Linked DNA regions of Rattus norvegicus: region 1 is linked to region 2. Evidence: chromatin contacts called from public Hi-C data. All regions are on one chromosome and are shown on one strand. Each heading gives the region's core, a stretch centred on a gene start, on an enhancer-like site or on the middle of the called end of the contact. The rest is flanking DNA. Distances are from core to core; before and after follow the strand shown.

What was found. Hi-C and Micro-C count contacts between places; a contact is called where the count stands out from the background.
Region 1: a Hi-C map of liver shows a contact between it and region 2, with 4 times the contacts expected there. The contact joins two enhancer-like sites. A contact is called at or near these places in 2 of 12 Hi-C or Micro-C datasets (hepatocytes and liver).

Annotation. Positions count from the first base shown.
Region 1 is chr17:30,414,263-30,416,962 of GRCr8, reverse strand. No RefSeq gene overlaps it. Among named protein-coding and RNA genes, the nearest start is that of Fam50b, 21 kb to the right of the region's middle. Within about 2 kb of position 1,267, at least 5 of the 93 cell types and tissues checked have an H3K27ac peak or open chromatin away from gene starts, as enhancers often do. A contact at or near this core is called in liver, where this site is marked.
Region 2 is chr17:30,328,069-30,330,794 of GRCr8, reverse strand. No RefSeq gene overlaps it. Among named protein-coding and RNA genes, the nearest start is that of Fam50b, 65 kb to the left of the region's middle. Within about 2 kb of position 1,429, at least 8 of the 93 cell types and tissues checked have an H3K27ac peak or open chromatin away from gene starts, as enhancers often do. A contact at or near this core is called in liver, where this site is marked.

The DNA.
Region 1 (2,700 bases), core at 18-2,517, 86 kb before region 2:
CAATTTAGAGATAAAGGCAAGAGATGTTCAAGTTCAAGGCCAGTAAGGCAGAGAGAGAGAGAGAGGGAGAGAGAGAGAGAGAGAGAGAGAGAGAGAGAGAGAGAGAGAGAGAGAGAAGAAGAAGAAGAAGAAGAAGGAGGAGGAGGAGGAGGAGGAGGAGGAGGAGGAAGAGGAGGAAGAAGAAAAAGGAAGGAAGGAAGGAAGGGAGGGGGAGGGAGGGAGAGAAGGAGGGATAGAGGGAGGGAGGAAGGGGAAGACAGACAGAGAGACAGACAGAGACACACAGAGAAAGAGACAGAGAGAGAAGAAAGAAAACAGAAAATGATATACTGTCCCAGCAATCTTCTGTCCCTAAAATTCAGGGACAGGTGACACACTGCCATACATGATTTTATTTGCTCTCCCATTTCCTGACTCTGGGGATGTTGTAGACACAGGGGCAGCCATGGAGAGAGTTATCACCTGCATTGTTACCTCAGTTCCCCAGTTTCCCCGCAAAGAGACTCAGAGTATTTACACAGACAGGGATGTAAAAACTTGGGGTTGTGATTTCTCACGAAAAAGTGTGACTCTCAGGTTTGCCAGGCGTCAGGGCTCTAAAATCTTCAGCAATGGTATGCAAGCAAATTTTGAGACACAGATTCTTACTTAGCGTCATGGGTCAACTGAGATTCTACCCTTTGTGGATGCTCAGGCAAGCCTATATTGAGCATCCAAACTCGTCATTCGGAATAGGGATGGTCAAGAGACTCTGCCGGAAGTCTGGTCCAGCAAGCCCAGCTTCCGGAAATCAGCCTCAGCTGGGCTGCAGGTTAGAACTGCCTGTGAAGCATCTCAGAATGCTGGTGGTTTGGTGCCACCACAGGGGGCAGCCTGTGATGATAGTACAGGTTTCCTTGGTGATTCCTGCTGTGAATTCTGCAGTCTGCATTTGCTCCCAATTAAGGTTCTAACCACTGGGTGAAGTTGGGGCAACCTGGGAAGCTGCAGTGACCAAGGCATATGGTTTGAGGAAAAGCAGGGGAGGCCAGGGGTCTAGGCATAGAAGTGTGGCCACCCTTCCAGGTCTCTGAACGGTACTGAGCTGCTCTTGGCCCCACTTCTTCATGTATAAATTGAACCTTTCAGCTACCTCTGTCAGAGGCATGCAGCTCTGGCTAAGGGACCAGTGAAAGGAGCTATTATTCATAAGCAAAACATTGGGCTGTGTGACCTTAGGGCAAGTTGAGAGCTTTGATAACTGGGATTCATGTTTTTGCCAGAAACCCAGATTGGCAGATGTCCCTTCTGGGAATGCTCAATAGGACTCTTGCACCATCTAAAATGGTTTAATATTAGTGTCACTTTCTTCTGTCCCTACTGCAAGGCTCCATTTTAAAGATCCTAACTGTAAAATTCTAAATATTTTTAGAATTTAATATCCATCTCAGAAAACACTTTGGGCTTTGAGGCAAAAGAACCTTGTTTGAAACAAGTATTATTTTAAACTTCTTTTATTCTGTAACAGGGTGTGTGGAATCACATCGCACCCATAAATTCAGGGAGGCTGTGGGTGGTTTATTTATTTGCTCATATTAAACAGACAACTTCGTAAGTAATCCTTGTAAGGCTTGGCTTTGTTCTACTGCTCATGGAATATGCAATGGAGGCAAGACAAACAATTTCAGCCCTGGGGAATTGCAGACGGTAGTCTGGGCATTTTGGGTTTTGTTTTTGTCAGGACAGGAGAGGACACTGTGGCCGGTGTCTGCTGGGTGGCAGAGACAGTACAAGGGAGAGACTGAGTTGAGCAGTTGAATATTACAACAAATACCCAAGATGATCAACTTGAAGAGAAAGGCCTGTATTTCAGCTGGCAGTCTATGGTTGGTTGGCCTGTTGTTTGGTGAGGAAGCAGGTCATGGCAGGCTACATGGAGAGAAACAAAGCCATTTATATCACGGCCAAGAAATGAGCAAGAGACAGGGCTGGAGTGCTATGTCTCCTTCAAGGACATGCCTCTCCACCAAGGACTGAAAAGTGGAAAGTGAATAGCAGCCCTGTCTCTACCTGACCTTGATTTGCAGCAGGCCAAGAACCACCAGGGAAACTCACAAGGGAGCAGGTGTCCCTGGTTTGCCGTACCTTGGGCACTGGGCCTAAGACTTCATTTATAACCAGACCCCACTCAGTCCACCCTCGGACAGCATCAGAGCACTAATACTGCTTAAAGTTGCACTGCGTTGAGGTGGCCAGCACTGACTGCTATCCCGGGGCTGGCATGTGCCCTCTCCTATGTATGTGTGCTCTGTACCATAGAGCACACAGACACATACAGACTCACTCTCACCCTTGCATCCATGTGCGGTGTGAAGCTCGTCCTCTTTGCTCACAGAGACATTAACCAGAAAACAAATAAAAATAGCTCCTCACTACACAAATCAGGAAGAATAGAGCTTGCTTGTGGACAAATTTACGTAGTGCCAGCCCATGCCCACCTCTGCTGGACAAACATGGGCATACATGTTCCCACAAAATCACCCCTCATTGTCCTGGTCACGCTAAGACTGTTGGCAAGTCCACATCTGCAGATGGAAATTACATCTCCCATTGGCCTGTAAACAGCCTTAGACCTGCTCTCTATGGTCATTAATATTTTGTGAATAGTTTGATGGTTACTTTCTGCACCTGAATGGTCAGAATGCCAGGGTTGCTTCCCAG
Region 2 (2,726 bases), core at 180-2,679:
AAGGGCTGTCCCGAGGACTAATTCAAAGGGAAGTGCACACTTATGTCCCAGCCCTGCAGAAGCATGACAGACTCAAGTCATTTAGCAATGACATTTGAAAATGTTACACGCTGATTAAAGGCTCTTGTTTTGAATTTTGAGATCATCTCCCCTGTAGGCATCATAAGAAATGAAAGTGCTTTCTCAAGAAAATGAGCCATGTCCAGCCTCTAAGGATCTGGTCCTGTGGTGTGCAAGGCGGAAGTGGGGAGACCGCCCATTGCATGTTCTCTCAAAGCTGGTGAGAAGTCAGGTGATCCGAAGATTCTGCAGACTGTCAACGGGCCAAATTAACAGCCTTGGGCTTTGTCTCAAGTACCATAAATTGAGTGTGGAGGCACCAGTCCATGAGTAAGTACAGCCTGTAAGCAGTCAAAAGGGAGGCAATAAAAACTTATATTAAAGATTATTCAAGGCTTCTCTTCATGGCTCATATAGGACTCGGATTTTTTTCCACTTTTCTTTTTATAAATTCCATAGATCAAAAATCTTTCTTCTATAAATTTCCTCTCTTAAGCACAAAACTCGGTCATGTTTACAGAGACCAGGTCAATATGTCAGAGGCCACAGCAGGAACACAAAAGCTGACATCAGTTCTATTGCCAGGGTCAAAATGTGCAACAGATCAAGCTACTCAAACCAATCACCCTTGTCACTGACCTAAGCACCTATACACGAACTGACCTAGGAAGATGGGTCCTGTGACACATTCCCTCTACAGGCTCACCAGACTCCAGCATCAAAGGTGGCTAGCCTCACCAAGTCCTGTGTCCCCAGGGCAACAAAGTATTCAAATCTCTAAGGCAGAACTTACAAATTGGGCTCAAGGAAGTCAACACCCTAGTTGTTCTGGCCTGACTTTTGAAGCTTTTTCATGGCAGGAACCAAGAGGGGAGCGCCACCTGGTGGAGAGGCTGTTCGGCGGTGGCAGTAGGGCACACATCCCAACATCCCTTCTCAAACTTACTTGGATCCAAACAACCCATTGTGAAAGAATAATTCTCAACATTCTTTTGGTGCTTAAACAACAACAAAAATTTAAGAGCCCAATGTCGCACCGTTATTTTAAAAATAACGCATACGTTTTGATTTATGTTTCTCTCTCCCTTAGCATTGGAGATACTGAAATGAGCAGCTTTGGACTTTGAGGTCCCGAGTAGTAAGGAGTTAGAGACGGATATGAAGCTGAGTAAGTATTGTGATCTCAAACATACAGCAACAAGAACAAAAATGTTGGCGGTTTAGAGAGAAAGGCTGGGTTCCACAAAACAGCTATTACCACCATGTAGCAAGGTCCCTGGAGTCTCTGACACCAAATACAGAGAGCCTCCACAGGCTCCTTATGAGTTCCATCTAGAGCCACACTGTGGCCACGTTGACAAAGCCAGTTCTGGAAGGGCCCTCTGCTCTCCTTGGCTGGGCTGGCCTGGGTGTGGACACATGGCTTTTCCTCTTACTTCATCTGAGACAGATTGGAATTTTCCAATAGGAATGTTTACCGGGCAACTCGGGGGACAACAAGAGCACGGAACGAAGCACAGGATTACATAAGGACCTGCTTGATGAACAAAGGTGACGGAAACTCCAGCACAGACTTGCTAGGCACGAAGAGGCTGGTGTGTGCACCGGGGGTACAAGGTCAGGTCGCAGTTGAACCCACATGATGCAGTAGATTAGAGAGCACAGCAGACTGTCCTCGAAACTCTTTCCTGGATTCTGTCCTGGGATGGACTCATAAACTTCGTGTCTCTCGCTTACATGACTGCCTTCCTGCCTGGCCCTGAAACCAGACTGTCTTACAGTTGTGGATGGTGTTGCGGTTGTGTTTAAGGCCAATGGATGTCGACATCTGAACTTAAGGATTTTTGGCACAATCGGTCTTCTGATGTCCTGTTTAAATGTTATCTTAAGAGAAAAAATAAAATGCCTTTCCTTATGTAGTGTTATTTAGGTCTAAGATAGGTAGTCTGGCCAATGGAGACCGTGACAGAAGAGTGCTGAATTCCAGAAGTTAGCCCTTGTGTAGCTACCCCGTGAAGATACAGAGCAGTGCTGTGGCGACTCTGCCTGCCACGCAGGGAGTGAGCATCGGCAAGCTATCAGCAGGACTCCTCGGGGTACTTCGGGAACTGGGTTTGAATCCTTCCTCCTGCCATGTTCTAGGCTGTTCTAGCTGCACTTTCTTTGGGCAAGGCTCTGCCCAGCTGAGGATCTGAGCGTGCTGGTGTTTCTGTAGCCAGGCACCTTGTGACAGCTTCTAATAACAGAGGCTTCTTTCTCTCACTTCTGGAGAATGGAGTCGGAGAACAGCAGCAGTGATCTGCATCTTTGAATTGAGAAAAGGGGCCAGAGAGAACCCTTTGGGGCCCCACCCTCATGATCTGCATATTCCGTAAGGCTCCACCTCCTAGATACCACCTTAATGCCTTCAGTTTATGAATGGTGAGCTGAGGCATCCTTACCCATTTAGACATACAGATTGTAATAGAAGATATAAGATGAATTGTTTACAGTGCCTGGCACATAAGTTCACAATAAACGGTGGTAAGTTTTGCTGCTGTTACTTCCTTGCACCTAATACAGAGACAGTGGCCAAATTGAAATTCATGCCTCATCGTGGTCCTTTGAGGGGGACACTGTACTTTATCCTGAAACAGACCTGGGAAAGGGTAAATTATAGAGGCCCA